Regions from separate parts of the Macaca mulatta genome. Here region 1 is linked to region 2. The links are chromatin contacts, called in public Hi-C maps. All regions are on one chromosome and are shown on one strand. The core of a region is the stretch at or near the end of the contact, and the rest is flanking DNA. Distances in the headings are between cores, read along the strand shown.

Region 1 (5,168 bases), core at 250-2,749, 170 kb after region 2:
TAATGATTTCAGAAAGCAGATATTTAGGTTGTGGAATTGGCTTATTATGTTAACCAGAGAGCAGATGGCATGGTGCCACAGACGAATAATTTTACTTAAAGGGACTTTTAAGGTTTTGATGTGTTTTCTTTTCCTCTTATTTCCCTGATGGCTTCTTTTTATTGAAGGGTAACTTAAGGAGACCTGGTAGCAATTTTACTGCCTTCCCCTGACAGTTTGAAATAATAGCTTGGTCTTTGGTTGCGCTGATCTTCTACCAGTCAACTCGATTCTGGTTTTTGTCATGTGGCAGAGAATTTTTAAAAAAGTGTTTGTAGTATGTTTTAAGAAGTGGACTCTTTTATATGCCTCAATTAGCAACAGACGACAAAGTTCCAATTGGTCACACTTTCATAAACTCCTGGAAGTCACTGTTTGTCCTTTTGATTAAAGAAAACTCCTGGTTTAGTTTCTTAGGAAAGCACATCTGGCCCTCTGGCCGCTTTCGGTACACCTTTTTGTCCTTCGCATTAGTCACTGAAGGTTCAAAGATTGTGTCTAAGTTGTTCCTAGTTAGGTTAGAAAATTTTCCCCACGCTGGAGGAAATGTACTTTTTAAAAAAAAAAAAAATTTTTAAACTACACTCATCATATGTTTGAATTCAGCTGGCATAAAAGTACCTTTTGTTTTTGTGCCTAGATTTTACAGTTTTATCCATTCTTCACCTCAAACATCATCAGGATGAGTTGGAAAGCATCTTCTAACTTTTTTTTTTCCGAAGTGTGCATAGCCAGGCCAGATTACTTCTGGATTTCCTGTCACTTCCTTGACTGATTTTATGGATGGCTCATGTTAAAAACAACAAAAATGTTTGAACTGGAAGGGTTGAAGCCTTGGGTTTTCATTCTTCATGGAGAACTGTTTATTTGTGTGTGGTTCACCACAGTACATGGATAATACTATCAAATCTGTGCTTTATTATAGGCTTATGACTAGCACAGCAGCACTGTAGTTATGTGTTCCCGTGCTTTAGTTATTTGCCAGTTCTTTTGTGATGGAAATGAAATTAGAGCTGAATCTTTGCAGCGAAGGGGAAAATAGGCACAACAAATAGAAACTATCCCTTGAGCCAGTTAAGAAGTAAGCAGTGGTGATTAAACATCTTTTTTTTCAAAATAATTGAAACACAGAGGAAGCTACTTCCATTTAGCTTCTGTGAAGATGTGTGGAAGATGAGCTCAACACTTTTGAGAAGTGGAGGCTGCAACTAGATTTTATCCCCCTATATCGTTTGACATCTTCAGTAATTGAAAAGCGATTCGTATTCCCAAATCTTTAAACTTCTCTGAAGGTGTAATTTGAGTTAAGTAATATTGTTTGTTTCTGCTCCCAAAAGGGAGCAACATGATGTTAAAACAGAGCAATTGAGCCTCTCCGCATCCAACTCCATTTGGTCAATTGTCTCCATTTACATTCCTTGCCCAAATCTTTCAACAGCCTTTCCCATGATGCCGCAGCAGATGCCAGACACTGAAGTAGAAAGCGAGCAGCTGTTTCTAAACATTACTCCATTGCTGTATTATCCTCCACAATCTGCTTTCTTTTGCTCTTCCCTTCCCCCATTCTTAAAATAAAGAAGCCTTCTCTCCCTTTGACTTTTGCATCCTCCAGTTTATCAGTGTGCAGGTTTTCTATCTTATCATTCGCACTTCAGCAGGTCCGTTTATTGTTTTCGCTATGGGAGCAGATGGAGGGTCCTGGGCTCTTGGGGGCGTGGCCGCTGGCACCTCGGGCCCGGGGCTGCGCGCTCCCGACGGGGCGGCGGGGGCGTGCAGCCGGGGACGCGCCCTTCTTCCCGCCGGGGACCCGTTTATGGCCCTGAGCGCTGTAAATCTGTCAGCTCTTCACGACGCCCTCACCTCTTTCTTCATTTGCTCCAGCTTCTAGTTTGACAACGTTCCCCTGAGGCAGAATTCTAATCTGCTTCCAATTAGTTGCAAAATGTGACTGAAATTTCCACATTATGACTGCTGTTTTACTTGCACGCACACATCTAGAAACAAATTAATGCTCTTGAATATTTATTTTTTGAGCCCTTGGATTTACTTTAAGAGGAAGAGTTTCCAACTGTTTGGAATGACTTCCAGGGTTTGCATTTTTTCCCGAAAGCCGAATATACTGAGTACATTAAAACAAAACAAAGCAACTATGTTGCCCCCCATCACTTAATAAGCCTTTTCCATCTTTTCAAGATTTCCCAAAATGTATTGCATATGTTTAAGTAATGCAAATAAATTTTGTAGTATTTCTAAAATAAACAAAACAAGGATGTTTGGCTAAGGAAGGGTCCCTATGCAGTGTTTTAATAAAAGAGAAATATACACACACATTTCCTTCTAAATATAGCTTAAGTATACTTTGGCCAAAACACAAAGACTTTTGTTCCACACTTTTAAATTCTTTCATTCAATATTCAAAAGCTGTAAAGCCAAATAAACGAATTGGGTGATTAATTGGCTTGGCACAAATCTAACGGCAGCATTAAAGAAGTTACTGTGGGCATTAATGTGTACCCAAGTTTTTGTGTAGGTCTCTGGAGCACACCCTCCCTCAGTGAGCGGCTGGGCCGGTTGTGCTGAGATCAGTATAGTAGGTGGGTTCCTGTGACTTTGGTCTTCCCACTCCCTCCTTACGCCAATGTTAGGAGAATGGACCTAGCTCTGGGATTGTTCTGTTTAGAGGGTGATCATCACCCATCACCCCAACTCCATTTCCTCTCTTTCGGTGAATTTTTTTTTTTTTTTTAAACAAAGATGTTGATCCCCCTGGTTATATGTAAATATTAGAGTTGTTTCAATCTTGGTTGCTGAGAATGTCAAGTTAAGACAACCATTTTATTACTTGCCTTAAAGACTGCTTTCTCAAGTACTGGAGAATTTTAGTACCAAGGCAGTGGATCTCTGGATTAGTATTTGTGAAAAGGTGCTACTCTTAATGTAAACAGCGAAATTTACTGGTGCATTTTATAGTAGAATTTAGTCCTCAAGCATCTTGGCAGATTGATATCAACAGTAATAATGGGCTTTAAAGAGGTGTGAAGGATTTTATTGATGGTAAAGTGGTTATGTTGATCGCATCACTGTGTATTAGTTTCTGAGTAACAACTGCGCATGTAAATGGCTGCATGAGTTTTTTTTAAAACATCTTTATCATATACAGTCATAAAACCCTATATTGATTGATTTCTAATGCTCTTTTATGTGCCACTTTCAATCTCTAATCAGGAGGTGGAGAATTTATTTCATTTTGTTTCCACAAAACCTATTCAAAATTATTTCTTAGATATATAGAGTATACATTATTTAAATGATTTTCTAAAAGCTTATTTTTAGATATGCCAGAATCCCACAAAAGAAGTTGGCGTACTCTTTGTATTGCTTCCTTTCTTCTTACTCAATGACTAGTAGTAGAAAAAAACAGCCAGATTGAAATCCTTAAAAATTTAAAATGTTGGGCCTTCAGAGTGCAGAGACCTCCTGGGTTAAAAAAAGAAAAAAATAGTGGCCCCGTAGTGAAATGCTCACAATAGCAATGATTGTGGTAGCCCCTCAAGTCCTGGGGTTCACTAATTACCCTTTAATGAGGTCAGTCTGCCCCGGCTTTTTCCCTACCTTGGGAGGAAAAGCACACAAGACAGTTGGAGTTCAAGTGGATCTTGCTGTATTTGCAACTTAGCATAACTGCTTTGAAAGCCCCCAGGGTGCTTAATTGGGGCCTGGGCATTTTTGTTTGGGGGGAGACTATACACAGCTCCTCATTGTGCTTGTAGAGGCCACTGTGCATCTTGGAAGCATTACATGCTTTTGTTGATGGTGCATAGTTTTATAAACTCCAAATGAGCTTATTGCTTTTTAACCATTGGGAGAGCTAAATAATGGAAGAACCTAGAAGACTTTGGGTTGGGCAGCGGCCAAATGGGGGGGCAGGGTGGGGGAAGAGAAAGAGAGAGAGAATGAATGGTTTAATTGTAGAGCAAACCGTTTGTTTGCAGATTAAGATTTACTCCGTCGCCAAATCCTATGGATGAGGTGAAAGAATGAGGCCGTAAGGTAGAGAAATTGAATGCCCAATGTTATGTTTTGTGATCATGCTCAGCTGTTTTTACCCTTTTTTTCACAAAGAAAGCAAAAGAAGAATGAATTGTTTAATGGAGAGAACTGCCTGGCCAAGTGCATTTTTTAAGCTGTACAGAGGCAGGGAAGAAGCGGGGGGTGCGGGGAGGCAGGTTATTTCTGTGCTCCCTGGTCAGGAAGCAAAAATCTTAAGATTCTTTTAGCTGAGAGAGGGGCTAGAAAACTTGGGGAATCTTCCTTTTTGCTCACTTACGGAGGAATGGTGGTAGTGGAGGTAGGGAGTAAAAAGTAGAAAGGTGTGTGGGAAAGAGGGTAGTTGTGGTAGAGCTTTTGTTGCAAGGGCCCTAGACAATGCATTCTCTTGAATAATTGGGACCATTTATAGAAATTCCCCACGATTTCATTAGTTAGCCCTGTTTCTGAATAGAAAGGGACTCTCCAGCAACAGCAGTGAAGTGGTACAGCAGTTTTGGAGGGGGAAAAGCAGTTGCCTGGCAGCCTGAATGTCATTCTCTTTTTTTTTTTTTCTTTGAACAAACAAAAAAACCCTTTTCCTAAGGACTGGATGACCAGAAATCATGGCATTTGTCCATGTTGTAGTTGCAGTTTGTCCTTCTAATCTTCTTGTGAATAAATAGGTTTCTGGAAAGATCTAGTGTTGTTTTCTAGAAGTATCTTTCTAAACACTCCCCAACTCACTGTTCTTATTTTTACTTTAATCTTGGGAGTGAAACCCTTTATCTTAATCTGCTCTTTTGTATATAAATTGTCTCTTTTTGATAGCTCAGGATGCATGCCATGAAAAAGCATGTTCTTCTATAACATTAAAATCATTTGTTTATTGATGCATATTTGATACATTGAAATTTTAAATATCTTACTTGGCTTAAAGTGATCTTGTTTTGTTTTTCTCCTAGCTTTAAGTTCTGCTATTATTTATTATTTTGGTATCCTTTTGAAATGGCATGATTTTTGAGTCCAAATAATGGCTGATAGCTTCATTATATAGATCTGTTTCTTCTGAGGGGCAGTGAACAAGAGAAGGATTGTAGGAA
Region 2 (5,158 bases), core at 484-2,983:
TCTTCTGTAACAATAACCTGCAGACTGGGGAGGCACAGCCTTCAGTACAAGTGAGATTGTGCTCTCCAAAGATCAAAGGGAAGGTCCAGCTTAGACAGCGAAAGTTCTCACCCTGGTTCTCAATTAGGTCTATTTTATGCAAATGAAGGATTCAAACTTGTTCAGGTCTGATTGGTCAAAAGAGTCAAGCCCTGATGATGTGGTTTCCAAGCCCCAAATGAGAAGTCTCTGTCAGATATTTCTAGCTATGGGGTGTTGGGATGGGGAGAATTCCAGCCACAGTTTATCTTGGCATGGAATACAGGACAACAGTAACTGGTTTGTTTTGATTGCAGAAAAGGAGGTCCTATGGCACTTTCACAACATCTTTCTAAGAACACAGAGTATGTGACCCTCATCCAGCAATGGCCACTTGATTCTGTTTTAATTTTGAGCACCTTAGTTAGCCATAGGGAGTCCATTTTGTCTGTCAGCTGGGGGCACACTTTAACACACTCAACACAGAACTCTTCTGTGACTGGATATGTGAGGATTTTTCCCCACACCAAGCAGTTCTCCACTGGACACCAACTGGACGTTCTATAATTCAAGTCAATTCTGACACTATCTAACTGGAGACAATGTCACATCCCACAGGTTAAGGGATCAGTCCCACAAGACTGCCCCCAACTTCAGATGCCAATCAGCAGTCCAGGCCACTCATACTTCTGACCAACTGGCTATAGCCACAACCCCTTGCTTGGGTTCAATTAATTTGCTAGCATGGCTCACAGAACTCAGGGAAACACTTATATTTGCTGGCTTATTATAAACACTATTATAATGGGTACAGATGAAATGCCAGATGAAGAGATACATAGGGCGAGGTATGGGGGAAGTGGCATGGAGCTTCCACGAATACCTCCACATGTTTAGCAACCTGGAAGTTCATCAAATCGTGCTGTTCAAGAGTTTTTATAGAACGTGACCTCAAGCCCTCTCCTTCCCAGAGATACACAGATACATGAGTAGGGCTGAAAGTTCCAAACCCCTAATCCTCTAATCACCTGGTCTTTCTGGTATCTGGCCCCATCCTGAGGCTATCTAGGGGCCCTACCCTAAGTAATCATTAGCATAAACTCAGGAATTATCAAAGGGACTTATTATGAACAACGAAAGATACTCCTATCACTCAGGAAATGCCAGGGGGTTTAGGAGCTCTAGACAGAAACCAGGGACATAGACCAAATGTATTTCATATTATACCATGTATGTCAAACTGCTTCCTGAAAGAAAAAAAAGAGAAGGGAATGGAAGGGGAAAGGGAAGAGAAGGAAAGGAAAGGGAGGGGAGTGGAAAGAGAAAAGTAGACTAAGTGATATGAGTTAGGTTAGGTGAGGTGAACCCACTTTTTATTATTACAACCCTAGGAGCTGCAGTGAAGAATTTCAATAAAACATGTAGTATTTCCAGCACGTTGTTAGTGATGTTCTATGGTCACTATCATTTTTCTCTTTCTGGGAATTCGGTTTGTCCCTACTAAGCCAAGGTCACAGATTGAAGAATCTTAGCGGCCATCCAGGCACTGCCTTTGAAGCAAAGGGTCAGTGCATTAGTACAAAAGGGAATTAATCCAGTATGCTGGCTCACCACATGGTATTTAATTCATTTAAAAGGAATGACCAGAGCTCCTATTCTAGGTTTCCATCTGAACAATCAGAAGCCTCCCCTCTCCCAAACAAGAACGTCATTAATGAATATTCAACGGAAAGTATTACTTCATTGTCAGCTCTAATTGCTAGTTTTACCTTATTAGTAGAAGCTTTTCTGTGGCTGAGCCTGACATACATTTGTTTGCACACTGTTATTAGTCAAGACTCAGTGAAGTCTTGTAATTAACACCTCCACATTATCTCATGCAGTGAAAGCAAAGACAAAACCAGATGACTCACTTTGTTTCAGCTTTGCTCTTGTTTTCTGATACAGAAGCACTTAAGGAGAAGTGTAAGCTCATCAGAATGCCATATGGAGCCAACAGAAACCATAAAAGGGTTTTCAGGAAGCAGTGCATGGAAGTTCATTAAGTGAACAACACTACAGTCAACATCCTGATTTAAAACTCTACCGGACACGAATAAATTGTGCAGGTACATTACCTGCATCACACTCAGCACCATCCAGGTTGCTGATGAAGGATCCATGTCCCCAAGACGCAGGGGAGATAACAAATTCTCCGTAAACGTAATGAAGTTAATGATTCACATGACAGTTAAATAGCTTTCAGAAATCTTATCAGTTTAGAGATAAAGCAGACCAAGGCAATAAGTGTATTTTAATCACTTCTACTATTGAAAACACTGTGACTAAAAGCTGGCTTCTAGCAGCCTATAAATGATATTTCCGTAGAAAATGGGGGTGGAGGAGGTGGAGGAAATGTCAACAGTTCATATTTTAGTTTTATATTTGGGAAGAGCTCTTTCTCCTAATGTCTCTGTTAAAAATAATTTCTAGCAAAAGAGATTTGAGAAACCAAGATATGATCACATTTTTTCCTTTTATAAATTTAGCCTAATTGTCTTTTTATTTTTAAACACAAAAATAAAACACCAAACTTTACCATTATCTGAAATTTTAACAATTAAATCTACAAAATCTGTCATAAGTTAAAAGAAGTAAGTGCTTACTTCCTGCTTGCGAATGTTTCTTTTCTAAGACAATGCAAACAAGGAGAAAATCAGCTACAATGGGAAAGAGGAATAATATATATGTAATGGTGTAATGACCTTTCAATTAGCAAGTACAGTATTCCCAAAGCAATGAAGAATCTGGGCATTAAATTAAAATCATTATCATACAGAATTTGCACAGCTTGAATGGTCAGATTGCAAATCGTATTTACAAATAGAAACAGGCCAAAAATGTTATGGACCTCTACATACACGAAATTTCCAATACTATAAAAGTAATCCATCAGAAAGTAATAATCAAGAATGCCTACAAGTTGCCCGACTCTTCTGGAAACATCCTGGTGGGCCTGTAACTGATCGTGTCATGAGGTAATCACCCTTTCTTACAGGCATTTTACTTTGTCACCTTTATCATCCAAGTCACAACTCTGTGCAATGTTGGTCTATCTTTCTGTGCCAGCACACAAGCTAGTTTATTAATTTATTTATTTTTACGACAGGGTCTCCCTCTGTTGCCTAGGCTAGAATGCGTGTTCACATCTTACTGTAGCCTCCCCAGGCTCAAGAGATCCTCCCACCTCAGCCTTCATAGTAACTGGGACTACATGTGCCCGCCACCAAGCCTGGCTAATTTTTGTATTTTTTGATAGAGACGAGTTTCACCATGTTGCTCAGGGTGGTCTCGAACTCCTGAGCTCGGAGATCTGCCCGCCTAGGCCTCCCAAAGTGCTGGGCTTACAGGCATGAGCCACCATGCCCGGCCAACAGGCCAGTTTAAATGACTGAGTCACAAATGTTACTACACAGTTGCAATTTGGGAAAATTATTAAACTGGGCAGCTTCATGGTAGAGATCCTAGGTATTCTATCCCAATCCCAGCAGTAACTCTCTGTAAAAACCAGCAGAGGTTTCAGCAGACAGGACTTTGGCCAGCTCTCTGTATTTTGCCTCTGCCTAAAAATACCACCATTAAAACATTTTCACATTCGTGCCACTGTGCGTGTTTTGGCTTCAGGTGCCTACTTTGCCCTATTTGTCCAGCGCTAGCCCTGAGGCTTAGGTTTCTGCAAATCTATTGCACCAGAAGAGAACAGTCTGAAAATAGAAACATGGACTGTTTTGTCGCCATTGAATGGAAAGGCTAATAATAGCATTGCTTCATTGTCTGGCATGGACTCAAGGCTACCGCGGCCAAGGAGCAACGCGCCCTGCTGCAGTAACCAAATCATAAAGTTTCTCCAGGGAATGGTACAGCTTTTCAGAACACGTTTTATATTCTGGGACTGCTCAGGAAGGAACTAGTTCAGAAGCCGTTTTGACATAAGTGTGGTTTGTTTCCAATTTAAAGGGAGGGGGAGGGGTTGGAGAGCCAAGCCAGGAGGTCAGTTGCAGAAGGGATGCAAAAATGTCGTTAAGGAGTTCCTGACAGGTGGTGATAGGGCTGTGGCAGTGCAGCCCGAGGCCTGGCAGGGAGTTTGTCCCTGTCAGGTTCTCAGTGTGCTCTCAGGGCTGCCTTCACACTCCTATTATGTTTATTTCTGTTGAACTTAAAAAGTGACCTTTTCAAAACTGCAGTGCATTGTTGACCCACATGCATTTTTGAGACCTAATTTTCCTGAATGCCTTCCTTGTTCCTGCATAAGAGAACTTTGTTGGAGAAAATGGGAAGAGGCTGAGGATAAAGAGCATTGGAATGGAAATCTTTCAGGCATTGAATTCTGCCTGCTATTAATAATTTAGAAGTGTTTTTAATGTCCTGGTATGGAAGGAAGGTTTTTTGACACCAAAGGCATCTAAATATTAATTTCAGAGGAATTGGTTGTTACAAGCAGTTAACATCCATTTTGTTAGTTGACCTCCCAAGGAAGGTTAATGCACTAAAATCTGGTCATTAAGTATAGTAACAAATGTTTTTTCAAGGAGGTTATTACTATCATAAACTCTAATCCACGGTTCACAGGCAGCAGCCTCTAGTGCAGTACTCTGACTAATGAAGAATTAACTATTTCTGAGCAGTTAATAAAGATTTTTTTCCCCACCAATCAACATACTCTACATGATCCTTATAATTACTAAAAGCATTAAGCCCCTGGTATGAGTGCCCACATGTCAGACGGGAATTCTACTCTGAGTAAATGACAAATGGCAAACCTAATCCCATTTCACTTAATTTTTTCTAACATGTTCACTGAAATAAGAAATAATGGAATTCCTAAGTATTAGAAAAAGATGGTTCAGTCCAAAGCATTTGCTAAATGAGTATTGATGAGGTCTTTAGTCATATTTTATTGTGATGGAAGATTTTATACTCCAGTTTAGTTCTTGTTAGAATCAAGAAGTTAATTGACTCCAAACAGGGGTTTTGACTTGCTTGTTTTGTTTTTCCTTTATTAAGAAGTGCACTCATCCACAACAACGCAGGAGGGAAAGACATGTGTGAGGAACACTAATATCTGCCTCATAACAATAACAGGGAAAAGGTACAACCTAAC

What was found. A called contact is a pair of places that touch in the nucleus more often than the background predicts.
Region 1: a Hi-C map of fetal cortex germinal zone shows a contact between it and region 2, with 4 times the contacts expected there. The contact joins two enhancer-like sites. A contact is called at or near these places in 3 of 14 Hi-C or Micro-C datasets (cortical neurons, fetal cortex germinal zone and fetal cortical plate).

Annotation. Positions count from the first base shown.
Region 1 is chr6:133,661,997-133,667,164 of T2T-MMU8v2.0, reverse strand. The region is part of intron 2 of ZNF608 (zinc finger protein 608); the gene reads left to right. Among named protein-coding and RNA genes, the nearest start is that of ZNF608, 14 kb to the left of the region's middle. Within about 2 kb of position 1,499, at least 8 of the 40 cell types and tissues checked have an H3K27ac peak or open chromatin away from gene starts, as enhancers often do. A contact at or near this core is called in fetal cortex germinal zone, where this site is marked.
Region 2 is chr6:133,833,441-133,838,598 of T2T-MMU8v2.0, reverse strand. No RefSeq gene overlaps it. Among named protein-coding and RNA genes, the nearest start is that of ZNF608, 160 kb to the right of the region's middle. Within about 2 kb of position 1,733, at least 4 of the 40 cell types and tissues checked have an H3K27ac peak or open chromatin away from gene starts, as enhancers often do. A contact at or near this core is called in fetal cortex germinal zone, where this site is marked.